7 separate regions of the Mus musculus genome follow, and all the other regions are linked to region 2. The links are chromatin contacts, called in public HiChIP or PLAC-seq and promoter capture Hi-C maps. All regions are on one chromosome and are shown on one strand. Each heading gives the region's core, a stretch centred on a gene start, on an enhancer-like site or on the middle of the called end of the contact. The rest is flanking DNA. Distances are from core to core; before and after follow the strand shown.

Evidence for each region. Promoter capture Hi-C pulls out the DNA fragments that hold promoters and counts their contacts. HiChIP or PLAC-seq counts read pairs in DNA pulled down with a chosen protein or histone mark.
Region 1: a contact with region 2 is called in a FOXA1 HiChIP or PLAC-seq map of pancreatic cancer cells. The contact joins the enhancer-like site here to the promoter of L3mbtl3 in region 2. A contact is called at or near these places in 3 of 39 promoter capture datasets (the C10 cell line, hippocampal neurons and pre-B cells) and 1 of 115 datasets of contacts at active chromatin or transcription factors (pancreatic cancer cells).
Region 3: a contact with region 2 is called in a promoter capture Hi-C map of hippocampal neurons, with 10 times the contacts expected there. The contact joins the promoter of Enpp3 here to the promoter of L3mbtl3 in region 2. A contact is called at or near these places in 3 of 39 promoter capture datasets (hippocampal neurons, liver and pre-B cells), 1 of 115 datasets of contacts at active chromatin or transcription factors (thymic regulatory T cells) and 1 of 9 other capture datasets (liver).
Region 4: a contact with region 2 is called in an H3K27ac HiChIP or PLAC-seq map of extraembryonic endoderm stem cells, with 9 times the contacts expected there. The contact joins the enhancer-like site here to the promoter of L3mbtl3 in region 2. A contact is called at or near these places in 1 of 39 promoter capture datasets (the 3T3-L1 cell line) and 1 of 115 datasets of contacts at active chromatin or transcription factors (extraembryonic endoderm stem cells).
Region 5: a promoter capture Hi-C map of pre-B cells shows a contact between it and region 2, with 12 times the contacts expected there. The contact joins the promoter of Med23 here to the promoter of L3mbtl3 in region 2. A contact is called at or near these places in 2 of 39 promoter capture datasets (hippocampal neurons and pre-B cells), 1 of 484 Hi-C or Micro-C datasets (uterus), 3 of 115 datasets of contacts at active chromatin or transcription factors (astrocytes, forebrain and large pre-B cells) and 1 of 9 other capture datasets (liver).
Region 6: an H3K27ac HiChIP or PLAC-seq map of thymic regulatory T cells shows a contact between it and region 2, with 10 times the contacts expected there. The contact joins the enhancer-like site here to the promoter of L3mbtl3 in region 2. A contact is called at or near these places in 2 of 39 promoter capture datasets (hippocampal neurons and pre-B cells), 1 of 484 Hi-C or Micro-C datasets (CD4 T cells), 2 of 115 datasets of contacts at active chromatin or transcription factors (pro-B cells and thymic regulatory T cells) and 1 of 9 other capture datasets (liver).
Region 7: a contact with region 2 is called in a promoter capture Hi-C map of pre-B cells, with 2.5 times the contacts expected there. The contact joins the promoter of Enpp1 here to the promoter of L3mbtl3 in region 2. A contact is called at or near these places in 2 of 39 promoter capture datasets (hippocampal neurons and pre-B cells) and 1 of 115 datasets of contacts at active chromatin or transcription factors (thymic regulatory T cells).

Annotation. Positions count from the first base shown.
Region 1 is chr10:25,117,420-25,120,119 of GRCm38.p6, forward strand. All of the region lies in intron 1 of Gm51762 (a long non-coding RNA gene), which reads left to right. Among named protein-coding and RNA genes, the nearest start is that of Gm51762, 31 kb to the left of the region's middle. Within about 2 kb of position 1,337, at least 126 of the 459 cell types and tissues checked have an H3K27ac peak or open chromatin away from gene starts, as enhancers often do. A contact at or near this core is called in pancreatic cancer cells and pre-B cells, where this site is marked.
Region 2 is chr10:26,372,710-26,375,485 of GRCm38.p6, forward strand. It overlaps L3mbtl3 (L3MBTL3 histone methyl-lysine binding protein), which reads right to left and starts at 1,363. Exons shown (of 22, transcript NM_001359254.1): 1 at 992-1,363.
Region 3 is chr10:24,834,923-24,837,622 of GRCm38.p6, forward strand. Enpp3 (ectonucleotide pyrophosphatase/phosphodiesterase 3) reads right to left here and starts at 1,273. Exons shown (of 25, transcript NM_134005.2): 1 at 1,094-1,273. The coding sequence starts at 1,171.
Region 4 is chr10:28,097,782-28,100,525 of GRCm38.p6, forward strand. All of the region lies in intron 1 of Ptprk (protein tyrosine phosphatase, receptor type, K), which reads left to right. Among named protein-coding and RNA genes, the nearest start is that of Ptprk, 24 kb to the left of the region's middle. Within about 2 kb of position 1,365, at least 11 of the 459 cell types and tissues checked have an H3K27ac peak or open chromatin away from gene starts, as enhancers often do. A contact at or near this core is called in extraembryonic endoderm stem cells, where this site is marked.
Region 5 is chr10:24,868,652-24,871,351 of GRCm38.p6, forward strand. It overlaps Med23 (mediator complex subunit 23), which reads left to right and starts at 1,335. Exons shown (of 30, transcript NM_001166416.1): 1 at 1,335-1,495; 2 at 1,803-1,834; 3 at 2,013-2,100. The coding sequence starts at 1,448.
Region 6 is chr10:24,634,249-24,636,948 of GRCm38.p6, forward strand. No RefSeq gene overlaps it. Among named protein-coding and RNA genes, the nearest start is that of Gm15270, 40 kb to the left of the region's middle. Within about 2 kb of position 1,418, at least 157 of the 459 cell types and tissues checked have an H3K27ac peak or open chromatin away from gene starts, as enhancers often do. A contact at or near this core is called in thymic regulatory T cells, where this site is marked.
Region 7 is chr10:24,710,820-24,713,555 of GRCm38.p6, forward strand. It overlaps Enpp1 (ectonucleotide pyrophosphatase/phosphodiesterase 1), which reads right to left and starts at 1,340. Exons shown (of 25, transcript NM_008813.4): 1 at 987-1,340. The coding sequence starts at 1,172.

The sequences.
Region 1 (2,700 bases), core at 87-2,586, 1.3 Mb before region 2:
CAATGAGTTATTAGTCTGGTTCAAGATCTCTGGCTTCTGCTACAGTATCAACACTCCTCTTAGATACCCTGTTTCCCTGTTTCATGGAGATAATAAAGCTTTGGATCTATAGGACTGGCCACTTCACGTGCTCCAGGAGTTCATAGATGGAGTAGGTATTGGGGTGGGCCAATTCAGAGCCCTGGATCTGGGCCTGGGTGGGAGCTGGGTTGGTCAGTTGGCCAGCTCTCCCACACTGTGCCCAGGCGAGTGTCAGGGCCAGCTCCCATGCCCCCAACACCAGGTCTCCCACATCCCCACTACCAGAGCCAGTTCTACTATGCTGTCCCAGGGCCAGTGCAGGCCATTTCAAAACTTCTCCATTTCAAAACTTTCAAACGTCACAATGCAAATCTCTGTCTTTTTGTCATTCAAGAATGGTGTGTAAAGCAGGGCCTTGCAAGCTCTGCGATTGACAACTTCACTCGTCAGGCTGTGCCCCAGGCTTGCCCAGACTGTATGCAGCATTCTAATCCTTTCTGTCGGTAAGGAGTGCAGAGAGAATGCATCTGAATGTGCTTATAATCGAGCTCTTTTACTTGGTTCCATAGCAGATGGGCTAGCATAGTAACCACTACACCTCACTACATTCTGTTACCCGGGATCAAGGTGGAGACCAGACCAGGGAGCACCTCATTTCAGAGAGAGCACCTGGGAGTCCTGGTTTGGGAGTCATGTCAAGACGGGCAGATGCAATAACTTCCCTATAGTGGGATCAATACACAAAGGACTCTGCAGACTGATATCCATTTGACCTATGATTGAGGAGGGTGACAACACAACACACACACACACACACACACCACACACTACACTCTAACACTACTCACATAACACACACTGCACACATGCACACTCACACACAACAGCACACACCATACACACACACTCACACAACACCACACACTTACACATGTACCACACACCACACATTCTCTCTCTCTCTCACACACACACACACACACACTCGCGCGCACACACACACTACACTCAAACACGTATACAACACACACAACACACAACACATACCACACACACACAACCCTACACATACACACAAAACACATACACACATACTTACAATGTATTGAAATTATAAACTTTATATCCAAGTCCTCCTTGCTAGGAATTGGTAACCTCATTAATCAGATATAGTTAGAAGGATTCTCCGAGATTCTAGGTCTACTCTTGATCTTCTTTGTCCAGCACCTACATTGTGCTCTGCTCCTCTGTTCCAGGCTGGTTTCTATGGGAACCGTCATCTCCTTGCTCTCTTCTTGTTCAAAGTCTAGATCTTACACACTGAGGTCACGTGGACCATTGTATTGTTTGAGTTTCTCTGCTCTACCCAACTCCCTAACCACACAGTATTACAGCTTAAAGTTGCTTGAGTCCCAAACTCTGCAAAATATCTGTCCCCAGAGAATAAATTTAGAGTTCTACTGTGCCCTGGGCTGAGCCTCCTGCTGGTTGCCTGCCACTATTACCGCTGGAGGTGGGGGGTGGGGGGAGAGGTGGGTCTGAGGAGTGGGGAGAGACCTGGACGAGGCGGCGGCATGCTTATTTTGGAGGTAAAAAGTCCCGAGTGGGAGTTTTTTCTCCTAGGGGGAAAATCCCTTTTCTATCTCAAAGCCTTTGCATTTCCTATTTCCTGTTATAAAATACAGAGGTTTTCCCAACTGTAGCATATAGAGTTCACTACTCCGACCTGCATACTGCTCCCAACCTGTCTGCAGGCAGGGAACGAAGTCTGAACTCCCTTCTTGAAGGGCGTGGCTCTCTGCGGGGCACCCGGGTCATGACAGTTGAAAAGGAAGGAGGAAACCACAAATACAGAAGTGTAGGCTGAGCGTTCACTGAGCAGATAAGGAAGGGGGCACTGGTCCAGAGGCACGGCCTGCAATGTGTGCAGAGGAGGCAGGGGCGTTCCTTTGTCTTGAGCAGAGCTGCTTCCCACCCCCTAACCCCCAGTTTGTTAGATTGGCAAGAAAGGGTCAGCTGCAGCAGGAGCAATGACATTGAAGTGGGCCTTTCTGTGCTACCTTGGGAACAAGTGTCTTGAGTGCTGACCAAATGAAGAGAGTATGGGTTGAATAACCAGGGTCTTAATGTAAAAAATGAAGCCATTGCTAAGATTCTGTGAGAGGAAAACGCCATAATGAGTAGAAATCCAGGTTCTTACCTGAGCTTCCGGGGTACTGATAGTTTTATCATTTTCGCTTCTGAAGCAGGAGCTGAATTTGAAATTGTTCTTGGATCCTTTTTTCTAAATTCAATTTTCAAAGAATAAGAATACAATAAAGTGATTTTTTAAAATCACTCTAGAAAATTACTCTTTAAAAAAAAAAAAATCCGTTCCTTGAGAAACATTCTATAATGAAAGCCACTGAAGGTCCGTAATCGCATGACCTAAGAGTCTCCTCCGTAGGCTGGAGAGATGGCTCAGCCGTTAAAGGCTAGGCTCACAACCAAAAATATAAGAATCTCCTCCATTTGGACAGAGAACTCGTTCAAGACAGAAATCTGTGCAGGAAATGCTTTGCCCCTCCAGACAAACAGAACTACAGCGGAACGGTTCCGGTTCCGGGTGCTTTTGTTGCTTTTGCCCAGATACAATTTTTCTTTTCTTTTTTGAGAAAAGGTCTCAATTTGTAGTCCAGG
Region 2 (2,776 bases), core at 113-2,612:
CAGGTTTCATTTTGACTTTTCCTTAACATTCCGAATTAAGCTACCTGCTATGAGTCGTAAGAGGGGAAATAAAAAAAAAAAAAAACGGAGGTACAGATGATGGTAAACAGAAGACAAACTTTCTTATCTAGGGAGTGTCAATCTCAAATCTCAGAATAAAAAGCTTTGGTTTTCTTACTGTATGCAAGAAAGGATGGAAATCACAGGGTCCGCAAGCTTAGACGTCATTGTTCTCTGATTTACAAAACTTCTATTTCGGACTAGCATCCTTTCTCACATCTGGCTGCAACTCAGGTCTTCTAATTACTTCCACGTCTAAACGGACTGCATGTAGCTACAAGTAAAGGCCAAACTTTGGTCTTGTCTCTCGAACTTAAGATGCGTTTAACCACTAGAGGTCCCCCCTTGGCCAGTTTTGCAGGCTCACTATTTTGCTGCACTTGAAACTTTCCGGCTCTCTACTCGAGTCAGTGTTTTTCTAAAAACTTGCGCAAAAATCCACGCAACCGAGGTAGCCAGTACAGAGCTTCCCGGGCTCCCCACACCAATAAAGGCATCATAACCAACCACCTACGAAAATTGAAATGAAAATTCAACTCACTCATCCCAGGCGACGCACCTCCCCCCCCCCCCCACACACACACACACTCAAACCGGTTTCTTATTTCTCGTCTCAGTTTCCCTTAACTTAGAACAATTCTTTAACATCTATTTTTGTTCCTGGGCACTTTGGATGATCTTAAATGCATGCTTTTGGCGGTAGCCCCAAGGTGGCAAAGGAGCGGGCCAAGGGATGCAGAAGGCGGGGGGGATGGGCCCAGCAAACTGCGCCCGAGAAAGTTGCATAAGGAAAGAGACTCCGTTTTTCGGGTCCCCCCCCCCTAAAAAAACAAAAAAAAGAAGAAAAATAAATCAGCGGGGAAAGGAGAGGAAAAGGAAGCTGGGCGGTGGCTGCAGGAGGACAGAGAAGGAAAAACCAAAGCGAGTTTACCTTCGTGTCCCCGTGGAAGGGTGGGGCAAGAGCCCTGACCCACGCGACCCGGCAGTGCGGCTGGATCTCCCACCCGTTTGGTCGGAGCGCGGACGGACAGACAGACACCACGGCCGGACGCGAAGAAAGCCGCCACGCTGGTCAACTTTCTCTCACGGCCCCGCGGTGGGCCGTGATCGGATCAGATCCGATCGTGAGGTTCGGGTCCTAGAAACCCCCACACACATGCACTTTTTTGCCTTTTGGATTTTTTTTTCCTTTTCTCTTTTTCCCTTTTTCTATTCTCCCAAGAAGGCGATTAAAGTTTTCCCTCCGCCAGTGCGCCCCTGGCCCCGCCGCTCTCAAGTTTGCCTCCTCCTCCGGCCGGCGGCTGGCTGGCTGGCGGGGCGCGCGGCGGATGCCTCCGCTCCTGCGCTTCCCGATCCCCACCCCCGCCGGCCTCTACTTCCCCCGCCCCGCCGCCGCTGCGCGAGGCCGGCCCCGCCGGGCCCAGGACGCGAGCGTGGACCAGACAGTAGCCCATGAGCGCAGATCGGCGCACGCACGGGTGGCGAGGCGGACCCCGGCCGCCGGCCTCGGCCACCCGGGGCGGCGGTAAACAAGTTGCAGGCTCCACGGCCCCCGCCGCAGCCCGCCACCGCCTCGCCTCGCCTCGCTCGCACGCCCGCGCCCGCACCGGCGGCGCTGCGCGGAGAAGATCGCCGCGACGGTGCGGGTGCCCGGCCCGGCCCCGCGTCCTCCACCCCGCGGGGACGGCAGTGTCGAGCCCGCGCCGCCGCGTTCCCTAAAAGCACTTTCCTGCTTCCAGCAGGAGGAAAAAAAAAAAAAAAATCCAGCGGAGGCTTTATTTCTTTCTTCTTCTTCTTCTTCTTTTTTTTTTTCCGTGCAACTTTCCCAAAATGGCGGAAATTGGAGGCGATCTCTAGGAAATTCTCCCACAGTCGGCGGCGGGGAGCGGGGAGGTGGCGAGCGGGGAGAGCACACACGCAAACTCTCGGCCGCCGGCCCCGCCGCGGCTCGGGTGTGCGTGCGGGTGCGGGTGCGTGTGCGCGGTGCGAGTCGCGGAGGGAGGCCTCTCGGCGCGCGCTCACACTCACACCGACACACACTCACCGACACATACACAGACACACACAGCCACAGAGACACACACTCACACACACATACACACACACACACATACACACTCACACACATACACACACACACACACACACACACACACACACACACACGGCCGCGCCAGCGAGACGCGCCTCTGCCACATTCAACCAGTCGGTTCTCCGCAGCCGAGCTGGCTGGCGAGCAAAGTGGCCCGGCCTCTTTTCCCACTGCCTCGGTCTCCCGTACTTGGACTTGTCGCGCTCGCCCGCCCGCCCGCTCGCTCGCCCGCCCGCCCGCTCGCTCACCCGGTGCGCGCTCGGCACAAAGGCCACACGGGCGGAGGGGGCCGCAGGGGCGGCGCGCCGGGGCTCGCGTCCTCCCGCCGCCGCACCGATCGTGCCCGCGGTCCCCTCCCGAAGCCGCCCCCTCCCCCCCTTAGGCTCAGGCCGACCGCGCTCGGCGCCCCCGGGGAGGCTGCGGCTCCGCCGCGTTTCCCCCCCACCGCCGCCCCGGACTCGCAGCCCCGCGGTGCCGCGCTCCCCCCCCCCCCCCCAGCGCCGCCACCCAGCACCCGGTGTCAAAAAAGCGACCAAAGTGACAAGCTCCGGGCGGGGGGAGGGGGCCCACACGCATCCCGCTGCCTGCGCGCGGGCGACGGCCGAACGCGGCCGCCTTGGCCCG
Region 3 (2,700 bases), core at 23-2,522, 1.5 Mb before region 2:
AAAGAAAAGAACAATCTAAAAATACATTTAGGACCCAGATTTAGCTCCCAAGGGGTTTGATTCCTTGAGTGACAAACTAAGACAAAGGTAAGGGCAAGAAAGCCGCAAGGAGGGCTGTGTAAGTCCTGGAAAGATAAACTCTGAGGAGCTACTGAGGATTTGTTGTCCTCACGGGTCATAGCTACAAACTGCTTGACCTTTCTTGGGAAACAGAAAGGAGAGCTGACATATGTTAGCCCGAGGAATCTGAGAGCAGCTGCAGCCAGCCAGATGTGAAAAAAAATACTGCATTTGGTTTTGGCTGGAGGTGCTGGGTGAGTAGTCAGGCAGGAGACATCCAAAAAGAAGTCGGAGATGATGGTGGCTTGGGTTGGGGGAAGGTATCATTTAACATCTCAGGGGAACACACAGATTGCCTAAAGAAAAGATCACTGGGTAAGAAGGATGTAGAGTGAGGTCTTGAGTAACATTCAATGAAGATAAAGATAAGTCCGTCAAAAAGCAAGTATGTCTTGGAAACGAGCGTTTCAAGATTATCCAGGAAGCAGGGGGAGAGAACGTTTTAAAAAAGAAAGAAAAAGATAAAACCCTCAACAACATTCATGTATTGTTAGGGACATTCAGATAGGAAACAGGGGAGGGGGGTGGATTAGTCTCTAAAGGAGCACTTAATTCATATGGGGGGGGGGAACAGAGCAAAGTGAGGAAGGAAGCAAAAGAAGTAATCTCCACATGGTAAATAAACAGAATGAAATGTTGATAAAGATCAACAGATCCTTAAGACGTATGTGTCAAGTGATTTCAGTTGCTAAATTCTTGCTCGTACAGTATTCGTACCAGTCAAAAATTGCTTGCGCTCTAATTATAAACACGTGGAAAACAAAATCAGTCCAGCACGGTCTCAGATTTCTGTCAGAAATGCTGGACACAATAACTTAGCATTCTAACCTAAATTGCAACACAAACAAACCTAATGCTGGACACAATTACTTCACATTCTGACTTAATAGCGACACAAGCAAGCCTAAGTGGGAAGGCAGGCACTTCAATCTGCCACCAAGCTTGTAAGACTAAAATGAACAGTTTTGCTTACCACACAAAGGATCTTGTATTTCTTGAGACTGTCTTTCTTAATGGGCTCCTCTGTGGCTAATGCTAGCCTGGAATCCATTGTTCCCGTAGCTGTGTAAACCTGTCTAGCCAGAAAATAAGGCTCTTTCTTCCCTCTGGGGAGGGAAAAAGGAACTGTCCTGCCTGCCCCAGCTGTGACTGACTTTTAAATCCGGGAGAAAAGCAGAGCTCTGTAGCGATTGGTCAATTGAAGAGGGAAAAGCCTTGTTAACAAACAGCGTTGCCCACAGAATAAAGTCCATTTCTCTCTCGGACATTGTGGACAGCAGTTCTTTACAGCTTTAGAAGTAATAATGCATACTAATCGGGATATGTAGATAGCAAGAATAGAATATTAATCACACTTATAAAAAGCTACTCATTTGTTTTGTTTTTGTCTGTGGAAAGAACTTGTGTCACTTCTTATCTCCTAAGCACCAGGATTACATCATGTGTCCCCCAATTTACAAATTGCTGGGAACTGAATCCATGGCTTCATACCAGCTGAGCTCCACCCCAGCTCGGTTGCTTTCTGGGTTTTGTTTCTGTTTGTGTGTTTGGCAGTATCATATACCATGTTAGTCAGAGTGGTTTTCCAAGCCCTCCTATCTCAATCTTCCAAAGGCTGACAAGAAGCCCTGTACAGGGAGTTTGTACATCCATATAGATGTCATGCTGCAGTTGCAAGCTAGTACATTTATTAAAGGACTGGAGGACTGGAGAGACAGCTCAGCAGTCATGAGCTCTTGCTTGCTTCTGCAGAGAAAGTTCAGATCTCAGCACCTCTGTCAGGCTGCTCAGCAGTTCCAGCTCCGGGGACCCGATTTCCTCCTCTGTCCTCCAAGGCCCCCTGCACTCATACACACACACACACCCCGCCCCCAACATACACACACACACACAATATACATTAAGTAATTAAAACAAAATAAAATGTGTTTGATTATAATAGAAATTCTGAAACTACTATAAAGATTTTTTTAATTATGAGAGGAGTGTATCTTACATTTTAGAATGTCTACAGTTTAAGAATTATTTTAAAGCAAACGACAAAATAGTATGTGTGGTGGTTTGATAGGAAGGGCTCCCATAAGCTTATATATTTGAGTGCTTAGTCACCAGAGAGTGGCGCTATTTCTAGGAATCAGATGGATTAAGAGGTGTAGTCTTGTTGGAAAAAGTGTGTCCCTTGAGGGTGGGATTTGAAGTTTCAAAAGTCCACTGTCTCCTCCCCCTCTTCCCCCACCCCCCTCTCTCTCAGTCTCAGTAGATAGATGGAGAAATAAATAGATAGATAGGTAGGTAGATAGATAGATAGATAGATAGATAGATAGATAGATAGATAGATAGATAGATAGAGGGATGGATAGATATATTCCTACCTATGGATCAGGATGCAAAACTCTCCAAAGCTACTTCTCCAGTACTGTCCAGTACTGTCTTCTCCAGTACTGTGCTCCCAGGCAAGATGATAATAGACTAACCTTCAAAAATATACCTAAGTCCACACTTACATGTTTTCTCTGATAAAAGTTGCCTTGGTCATAGTGTCTCTTCACATTGATAGACTAAGATACTATGTTTTCACTG
Region 4 (2,744 bases), core at 115-2,614, 1.7 Mb after region 2:
CGGGATACAAATGAGGCAAAGGAAGGGCTCCTGGCCAAGTGTTGTTTATTGAACTGAGTAAATGTTTCTTCCGTGGATCAAGGGAGCTGGTTAGTGTAAATGGGCAATGAAAGCCAGCATACTTCCAAGACCGGAAGTCTCTCTTTATACATCTCTTTATATGCAGGTCCCCAAGCTCTTCAGGTTGGAAAGGCCACTTGTTTGAAGCTACAAATTGGTCACAGTTTGAAAGCCAGCAAGCTGGGACTGGAAGCACCGCTTAGATTTGTCTTTTGAACTGTTGATGAGAGGAGTGTGTTAAACTGAAAGGACCATTACAGGTCCCTGAGATTTATTTAATTCCCTCAGTAATGAGCCATTTTTATGTTCTTTAAAACCATGGTTAGAAACAGTTTATTGATCACAAATCATTCAGACTTGTTCATGAGAAGAATTCTGTAGGGGACATACATTAATCAACATGTTTCCTAACATATAGCGTACGGCGAGGGTGAGGACAGAATGTTTCGAAATATAAAGACCATGTTCATTTACATTTTTCCTGCAATTCAGATTTTTAAGGTGGTTCCCAGGCACCCCAGTCGTCTTCCTGCCGTGACTATGTGACTTTGAGGGATCTATGTTAGCTGCTTACCATGGTAAGGAGGGAGAGTAAATAAAACTCCAACCTTTGAGGTTGCAGCTTTGATGAGAGGTTGCTTAAACTCAGACCGAGATGAAGAGAACAGGGCTTGCACTGTATGGATCTATTAATATTAAGAGGATAAAGGGAGGAATGATGGAATAAAATATGAGTGGCATAAAGTGACATCAGCCAGAAGAGGAAGGCAAGGCTTTTAAATGCATGACTCTCATTGATGTTTGCTTGATTGAAATGTGACTTTGAGGTTTATTCATTTCAAACCAAGATGCAAGTACGTATTTCAGTCTTACTTAGGTAGGTTTCTTTTTCTTTTCTTTCTTTCTTTTTAATTTATTATTATTATTATTATTATTATTATTATTATTATTTTGGCACCGCACATAGCCAGTCATAGTAAAATTAAATTTACTTAAAAAATGATGGTTCACTTTCATGTCGTATATTCCCTAAACTCCCTGTCACGATCAAACTATTAAGCAGTATTTTGCCATGGCTTGTATATACATTAAAAACAAACAAAAAGAACAAAAGCCCCCCAAACTCCGAGGTTAAACCTTAACTGCCTGTGAAATAGAATCTGGTCATCTCTAATTTTGACAATGGACTTGTGGCAATATCATAAATGATTAACCAAATACCATTGTGTCTGTAGGAGGGCTGTGGCTTAGAGCTACCTTGTCTTCAGTTTTTTTTTCCTTTGAGGTGTTATCTTTCTCAGTTGATAACTAACCTTGTGTTTGTCATGGTAGGAGTGGCAATCTTGATTACCCTTCCTCATTTATGGGAGACGCAGCTGCCACCCTCCTGACTTTCTTTGATCAAATGTTTATGTGACACATAGTCTTCAAAGTGAAGACCCAGTGCCCCAAGTGAGGCTGGACTTCAGATCCACAGAGATGCCAGTGTCGAGCAGACATGGTGGCCCTCTTGTAATTCCAGCCACTTGGGAAGTTGAAAATTAGGATCCTTGAGTCAAGCTGGTTATCTAGACTAGAAGGATTGACAAGCTTAAGGTTCAGTGAGAGGCCCTCTATCAATGGGTGAAATGGAACATGGTTGAGGAAGACAACCATTGTCTATCCAAAGCCTTTATATCCACTTATATACACATGTGTCAATACATGTGAACACACATGCATACATTGTACATGTGTACTCCCCTCCCCTGAGGAGACATAGGAAGCTAGGAGAATATCTTTTTAGGAATAAATATCTTGTAGTTATGAGAACCAAAAAAATGGCTGAGACTTCTTGGTATAAAGAAGGCTTGGCATGAGAAGGAAGCCAAGCTGCACACAGTACTCTCTAAGTAATGCCGAGCTCAGACAGTGCTGAGACCTTGATGGTAGAAGGCTCTCTATCAGCATAAACTATGTGATTCTCAGTGACTATAGGACAAATATTGACCCCTAAAAGACAACTTTCCTAGCTCCCCATGTTTTCTTTGCATGTGGAAAGGAGGGCTAAGGATGGGCATAGGTGTGTGCATGGATGTATATGTGTATTCACATATGTGTATACAATTATATGTGAAGGCCCTAAGTGGATAGTGGGTGTTTTCTTTGATAATGAACAGCTTGGAGTTGGGGGCAGTTGTACATGAGAAGGATATAGTAATCTAATAGAAAACTGAGTGTTCCTCTAGGTGAGGGAGAGTGGCAGCCAAGCAGGCAAGTGAGGATAAAAGGCATGCCATTCAATTGTATATGCTAAGGAGGAAGGAAGAAAGGTGTCTCTGAGGACCTAATAGAATTTTGGAGTTCTGTTAGGGGTGGGGTGGCTGTAAGAGGATTTCAAAACAAATATGCAGGTTATATTTTCCTGCTTTCTGACACCATCTATTTCAGGCAACATGGCTGAATTTTCTTGTCTGTCAAGATGATCTCCGTTTATCTTGTAGTCTTTAGTATGTTTATGAATGTTAAAAACACTGTCATTACACTTAGCCACTTCCAGTCCAAACTGCTCTATTCCTGCCCTAATACCTATATGGATTCTCTGTCCTTGGAACATACCTTCTTTCAGTGATAAACTCTGCTGCTTCAATACTCTTCTCTGTGAACTTCTCTAAATGATATACCAATAGATATGTTTCCATTGA
Region 5 (2,700 bases), core at 85-2,584, 1.5 Mb before region 2:
TGTTTGTCTAGCAAGCAGGAAGCCCTGAGTTCAATCCTAACCCAAACCCTAGCACACCTAACCCTAACCCCAGGTCCAATCTGAAACCTAACCCAACACTTCTTCCTGGCAGATAGTCTCAGGGGCGTCCCATCTCTCGCCATGAGAAATAGAAGGATCAAATATTCAAGGTCACTCTGCTACATAGTAAGTTCATGGTCAACTTGGGATACAAAATACCCTGTCTCAAAACTATAAAATAAAATGAAGACGCCATGGAAACTCAAGATGGTCCTTACACGATTCCCCAGAAGCCCCTCTAATTCTCCAACATTGTGTTAAATTTAAATATTTTATTGGGAGGGTACTACACTGGTATGCCTTTTTGTAAGTCATCTATGCTTGAGGTAGGAGTTCCTAGTAATGAGGGTACCCGAGTCACGTGCTTCTATAAGAAACTATAATAAGCTCATTGTTTTACCAAGCTGGATTTGAATGAGATTTTTTTTTTTTTGAGGCAGGGTTACTCTGTGTAGCCTTGGCTGTCCTGGAACTCACTTTGTAGACCAGGCTGGCCTTGAACTCAGAAATCCACCTGCCTCTGCCTCCCAAGTGCTGGGATTAAAGGCGTGCACCATCACCGCCCGGCAAGATCCTTTCTTTAATCTGTCAATGTCCTCTATTTAGGGTTTATAAACATTTATTTACATCTCCCCAAAGAGGGAAAAGTCCTGTGAGAACTTATCTCCAGTCATGAAAACCAATTAAAAAAATATGGACTTAAATACCAAAGCTAGAACAAAGTTTCTGGAAGAAAACATTGACGAATAGCCTTTGGATAGACAAAAATTTCTTCATACTAAGACAATAAAAAAAAAAGTTTTCAGAAATTTACCAGGATGATGGGAAAATTGTTTTAAAATGATGTACTTAGTACCGCCACTTATTTGCGAATTAACAATAAAGGGTTTATTCTTTTTTTTTTTTTCAACATTCAATAAACGATGACGACACGCCCATCACTGTGCTAGCAACTGAGGGTACCATAGTGAAGACATGGGTCCTATTGGGCAAGAATAACGTGGTATCAACTGCTTCACGAGGTCAGCTCTTGACAGTCACCCACTTGGTTCTGGCCACAGCCCTTGTGATTCGGATCTGCAAATGAAACTCCAAACAGGTCGCAGTTCCGGCTCCAGCCAGGAGAGGGTGGCCTTGCCCGGGATCAAGCAGCGCTGTCAGCTTACGGGGTCACCTCTACGAGCGGAACCAACAGGCTGAGATACAGATTTCAGAGGGGCTGGTAACGGGTAAGCACCGGGCGGGCTCATTCGCCTGGCACCGAAGGAAGTAACAGAGCAAGAGAGAGCGGCGGCTTCCTGCTGGTGGCTCCGCCCCTCCGCTCCATTCTTTCCCGACCCTGGCTCTCACCCGTCTGTCGCCGGGTTCCCCGGGAGCCCGGGGCTCGATGGTACCGATGGAGACGCAACTGCAGAGCATTTTCGAGGAGGTGGTGGTGAGTGCCACTGTCCGTAAGCCAGAGCCATGGCTCCGGGAAGTGCAGGCTGCGTGCGGCTCCAGGCTGCGGGCCTGGGCCAGCTCCTTTCCCGCCCCTATGTTGACATAGGCGTCTGAACCGGGGTGGCGGTCCCCCCATCCCCGGACTGCTGCCAGATCTAAGAAAGTGCTGTTAGTTCCCGCCGCGGTCCCCATAAAAGTGTCGTGCTCTATCTGTATTGCCCGGGAATATTTCTCTCGGGGACATCTCCCACCCCGCCCCCTTTTAGTAGTCAGATCGTTTACTAGTTTTTGTTTGTTTGCAGAAAACAGAAATTATAGAAGAGGCCTTCCCAGGGTGAGTATGTGGCAGGCAGATCTTTGTGTGTGTGTGTGTGTTTTTTTAATTGTTGTTTGTAGATTTATCTTTGTTAGATTCCACTTAAGTTGGTTTTGAGGAGTTAAAAAAAATCTACCTTGCAGGATGTGTACCTGTTTAAAACTAGCAGCAGATAATGTGATTTTTGTTTTTTCAGAATGTTTATGGATACCCCCGAGGATGAAAAAACAAAACTAATTAGCTGCTTGGCGGCCTTCCGGCAGTTTTGGAGTGGACTTTCTCAGGTGAGACATTTCATGTTGAACATCCACTTAATGACGTTTGACGCCTTCCTTTTTACTTTTTACATCTTCTTTGATCTTTTTCTTAAGATCGTTTAGGAAAGGGAAAAATAAGACTGCTGTCATTTTATGTAAATGTACTTACTGGAGAACCTGTGTTAAAAGTTCAAGGTAATAAGATTGCAGTGGGAAATGTTTTAAAAATTTCCTTCTATGTTATATTATGTAAGGTAGTTTTTATCCTCTTTGTATAAATTGGCTTTGAATGGAAACAGATATGCTAAACTTTTCTCGTAAAAGAAAAATGTCACTATTCAAAAAATGGCCCAGTATTTATAAATATGTCCTCATAAAGACACTGTGATAGAGTCCCCACTAGAGTAGTATTTCTCATGATGCACTGTAGACAGAGAAGTGAGCCGCTGGGCTTTCTGTGCCTGTGAGCTAGTATAAAATTTGCCACCCAGTTATGGATCCTAAAGGCAATATGTTCATGTTTTAAACTTTCTATTTTCAACAGGTCATGCTTTGACGTGAACCTGAAATATATAAGGCAAGCGTGACCAAGCTCCACACGCTGGCCGTCTTCCTGATCTAGCTCAG
Region 6 (2,700 bases), core at 168-2,667, 1.7 Mb before region 2:
CGTGCGCCACCACGCCCCGCTAGCACAAACATTTTAAAGGAAAGAAGCCGCCTGGCCTGCTGCGAGTGGGTGTAATAGGAGTTGTCAGCTGCACCATCACGTGATTCATCTCGAAGAAGCCTTTTGGTTCTGTCAGCTTTTCATGGGACAGCGACGGATAGGATGATTGTGGCGACACAGCACTGTTAGTTCTCTGAACCTGAGCCTAGTTTCATCCCATGACCTTGGATTTCACAGACAGGAAGTAGTGGGGAAATATTTCTCCTCCCTGGGAAGATACCCAGAAGCAGATGACAGCTGGCTTGTCCCAGCTGCTGTCTGGTTGCTGCTAGCTCTTTGCCTCTTTCCAGAAGGTCTGGTGTGACTCGGTGGGTGTGATAACCCAGGCACTTGCACACACGGCCACCTTTGTCAAGTGTGTGCAACTCTGCCAGCAGTGTGCTGCAGCTCTGTGGTGTGCTTTGTGTGAGAAGGCAAAGCCCAGTAAAGGCTTTTTTCCCTCCTCCATCAGAGGGCAGCAGGCTTTCTCCAGGGTGGAGTCACGGAACCAATTGTAAAAGGCCCTTGAAAGGCAACTTTACTCTTTTTAACTTAAAAAATATTCTGATTGTGCACCAGTACAGTATCTATAAATAAACTTCTTTTTAAAAGTAACCCACTAAAGCTGGAGCCGTGGAAGGCTTGCTTTTGAAATCCCAGCACATGGGAGGTAGAAGGGTCCTGAGTTTCTTCAGAGGAAATGAGGGCAGCCTGGGCTACAAGAGACCTTGACTCAAAAAAAAAAAAATAGTCAGAATTAAATGAATACAGAAATTGAAAATACCAACCGTATTTCCCGTGCAATTGTGCCCTAACCTTCCTGCAATGTGTGTGCCCTCAAGTGGATGTTTTGGTAGGAATGACCCAATGTTATCTGCTCACTGGGCATGCTTTGAAGGTCTGTCCTAGACAGAAATGGATGTAAAGTTTGTTTCTGCTTTTAGTAACTTGTGACTTTGGCAACATGACAATAAATATCTGAAAAATTATATGTCAATGTGAAAACATGCTTGTAACCACTGGGAAAAGTTTGCTGCACTACTGACCTACAGTCCCCGTGAAACAGAACACTTGCAGACCATAAACCTTATCAGCTCCGGGAACCAGTTCAAAGGCTATAGTCATATCAGGCTCAGCATAGAGTCCAGGCAGGGAAGTGTCTGTGGCCGGTCTGTCCTCGTCAGCATCTGTTGTCTTAGGAAGTTTGTGGTGATGACGTTCTCTTTAAGAAGAGATCATGGCAGATCCCTGGGCCCCTGTAGGAGCTAATAATCTTTTACACTGATAACCACATCACCCCGTGGTTTGTATGTGATGTCTTCCCCATAGGCTTGTATTTGAACACGTGGCCCCACCTCACGGTGCTGTTTGGGAAAGTCATGAAGCCTGCAGGAGAGACTGCGCTTGAACAGGGGGAAACATGGGGGCGGGCCTTGAGGTTTTGTAGCCTGATCCCTACTTCCTGTTTTCTCTCTCCTTCCTTACCGCCAGTGACAGCCTTCTGCCCCTGCTTCCAAGCTTTTCTTGCCATAATGCACTGTATTCCCTTGTCACTGAAGGCATCTCCTTGCTGGAATGTGTAAAGCCATTGTGGGGTCCACTTAAATCCAACAGAGCTCAAAGACCAGGTCAGTGCAGATGACAAAAAAATGTATTGTAATCACGCTGTTACTGATCCATCCGGGCCAGAGAACAGACTCTAGAGCCGAACTGCATCCGTGAAGCGAAGTTGTACAGCACATTTAAGGATGAGACCACAAACTGAGGAGGAACGGGGTGGGCTGTAGCACCGTCCAATCATATTTTGACACGGGGCTGGGCAAGGGAGTCTCCACTGTGGTTTTGCCCTGACTCGGGGCCAGCAAGTTACAGGAAACAAGTCAACACTCCTGGGCCACCTGGTTTCAAGGCCTTTGACTCAGAGCCTTGGTAGTCAGACCTCATCCTGGATATTTGATGTGTAACTCAAGATGATAAGAGAACAAGGGAGTCGGTTGTAGACCTGGGACCATGAACTCAGTTTGATCCCGCCAACAAGATGGAGAAGTTGTCCCTGTGGTGGCTGGATGCAGACAACTGTCTCCTTACAAGCAATGAAGCACTCCTGAAACTACTTTCTTTCCTGTGGTGGCTGTAGACACTGCCACTAGCAAGCACGTACTTCGTATTGTAGCTATGTCTGAGTACAGCTTCTTTTCTTTTCTTTTTAAAGATTTATTTATTTATTATATGTAAACACACTGTAGCTGTCTTCAGACACCCCAGAAGAGGGCATCAGATCTCATTATGGATAGTTGTGAGCCACCATGTAGTTGCTGGGATTTGAACTCAGGATCTTTGGAAGAGCAGCCCATGCTCTTAACTGCTGAACCATCTCTTCAGCCCCCTAAGTACAACTTCTTGATACATAGTACCTTCTATACAGCCACACAAGAAGTACCAGGAGCCTTACGTGGGGCGTGTATTGTATGTTATTTTACATCTTGAAGGGTCTGACAGACCTTATTCTTACAGCAGTGGTTCTCAAGTTTTCTAATGCTGTAGCCCTTTAATGCAGTTCTTCATGCTGTAGTGACTCCCCCAACCATAAAATTATTTTCTTTACTAATTCATAACTATAATTTTGCTACTGTTATGAATCATAATGTAAATACCTGATAT
Region 7 (2,736 bases), core at 90-2,589, 1.7 Mb before region 2:
CATCCCTTAAGTCTCGGGATTCTGGTTCTCAAAGTGCTACGGTGTCTGCATAGAACCTAAGAACAGTGGAAATGGAAATGATGTCAAAAGGAGACTTTAAACATCGGAAAGATTTTTCCACAAAACAGCGCTCAAGCCAGAATGTGTAAGAATATGTTTTAGGGTGTGCTAGTCACAGAAAGCTGTGGTTTGCACGTACTATAAAATAACTAACTACCTCCTCCTTCAGTTCTGAATTTATTTCCCGCAGTCAGTCCCATTGAAACTATGCTATGCGCTCTCATTTTAACACAACACAGCGGAGCTTGAGAAGAATAATGGAAGTCCCCACCAATACTTAGAACCACCACACAGGACTCAGCCTTTCTGACCCAAGGAAGATCCCGAGTGAAAATCGGCGTCCTGTTTCCAGAAGTTGGTTGTGGATGCTACAACTGGTCTAACAGAAGAGCAGAGGGATATAGCAGGCAACTGTGCCTCCGGGCAACACACAAACAGCGCTGTCTGTGGTTCAAAGAGTGGGCAATGAATCCCGGGCCTCTTCCCAGTCACATAAACATGAACGTCAATGGGGCTTCTAAATAACTGTCTGGAAATACCACTACAGAGCCAAGCATGGGTGTTTTCTAAAGTTCCCGATACTTTCAAAAGCTGTGATAAATCTTTCAACTGCAATAAATTCACCTAAAGCCACGAGCACCACCTGTACCCTGACCTACGCCACCTAAAAGACTACAAACATCGCTGCGCTATCCTAAGACTAGCCGATTTTTTGTTTCCGCCTCCAAATGTCCTGTATTCTCTGGGGGAAGAGGACGGTATGTCAAGGTGACTATTTTAGCAGCCTGCTCCTGCTGGGAGAGGGGTAAGGACCCTGCAGGTCACCCGGTGCCGGCGCAGGAGGCGCCCACGCTCTCCCATGCCGGGTGCCGACCTGCTCGCTCTCGCCCCTCCCGGGTGTCGGGTCGCGGCAAGCACCGACCTACCAGCGACAGCACTTTGTAGGTGTTGGGGTCTTTGGCAGGGCGGGCACGCTCCGCCTTCTCCAGCGGCTCCTCTCCTAGGTCCATGGGCGCGAGCAGCGAAGCCGCGGCTGGTGACTCGAGCTCGCGACCGTTTCCCGCTGACCCGTGCCGGGGCCCGTGCCCTGCCTGGTCGCCGTCGCGCTCCATCGCCCCGCTCTGCCCCCGCGGGCCGAGCTTTAATAGGCTCGCAGCCCCGCCCCGCCCCGCGCCGCCCCCGCCAGACCCTTGGCTCCCAGCCCTCGGCCAGCGCTCCGGCCCGAGCCGCTCAACGCCCCGGGTATTTGGCTTCCTGTCTGATTTCGGGCCCTGGGCGCGTGGGCTATTTTGGGTCCCTGACGTGGGCGTGTCTTTAACTTCCACCCCAAACCCTGTCCCCGCCCGCGATCGTGGCACCCTACGAACCCTTGCGGAATCCCCCCGCGTAGCCCAACGAGGACTGGACTGGAATCGCTGTGTGGTCTGCAAAGAGTGTGAGATCTTGGAGCCCCAAAAGTGAGAGGATGCAGCGACCCCCGAGGTCTCAAAGGCCGGACACCGGTGGCCGGGAGCAGACCTGCTTTGACCAGGGAAATGCAAACGAGCGCGTGGGGAGGTGACTTTCTTTTTCTCCCACAAGTGCAAACGAAAATTCTCTACCTGGAGCTGCTAAACGTGGGGCACGGGGTTTACACAACACTGATGGGTTTGCACAAACACACATATGGGATGTGTGGCGTCCGGGGTTGCTATCCTATTATATTTACATATTAGCTATTTTAGACTTCCGGAGGCTTCCGGGTGTCTGTGTCTTGCTTCTCCGAAGTCAGCACTTTAATTGATGAGCAGAATCAAGACTCTAACTCTATGTGATGAGCTTATTTTTAAAACAGAACGTGAGCAGTAGGCTTTAATTCTTGATGGGATTTGTTTCACCTTTGATTCTTCAGCTTTACACTCCTTCCCATCAGCAAAACCACACCTCCCAGAACCCAAAAGCAGAAGCAATGTGACTGAACACAGTGACTAAGAAAAATCACAAATTAACAAGACATCCCTTACCTGCTTTGTTTATATACATCACATTATATCACATTCACTTTTGAAGTTTAACGGGTGTAAATTGGGTTTGTCCCCTCTCAAACTGTCAGCACGGACTGGGGAGGGCAATCAACAGGTAAAGTTCTGGTATTCGCAAGCATGAGATTCTAAGGGCAAATCCCAGACTCCAAAAACCCTGTAGCCTGAGCTTGTAATCCCAAAGTAGGAGGCAAAGGCATATGGATCCCAGGGATGGCCAGCCAGCCAGCCTAGCCTATTTGCTAAGTTCAAGGCTAATAAGAAAGGGTCCCAGAAAAAGGTGAGCTGGGCTTCAGACGAATGACAACCATTGGTAGTTCTGACTTCCACTTTCATGCATGTGTGCAGATACAAACCGGAACACAGACATACAGAGAGAGAGAGACACACACACAGAGAGATAAAGAGAGGTAAAAATAAATTAAAACAATGTGAACACTTTCAATTTGTTCTGACTTCATTCATTCAGACATTTAATAATGAATCAACATTTTGAATGCCATATGTATTAAAATGTGAACATTTTCATATATATGCATATATGTATATATAGTATGGGGTGAGTCAGCAAGGGGCTAGAGTAGGATTAAACCGTAGAGAGAAGGGTCTGCATATAGATACCCAAGCCACACAGTAGGACCAATGAGTGACAGCA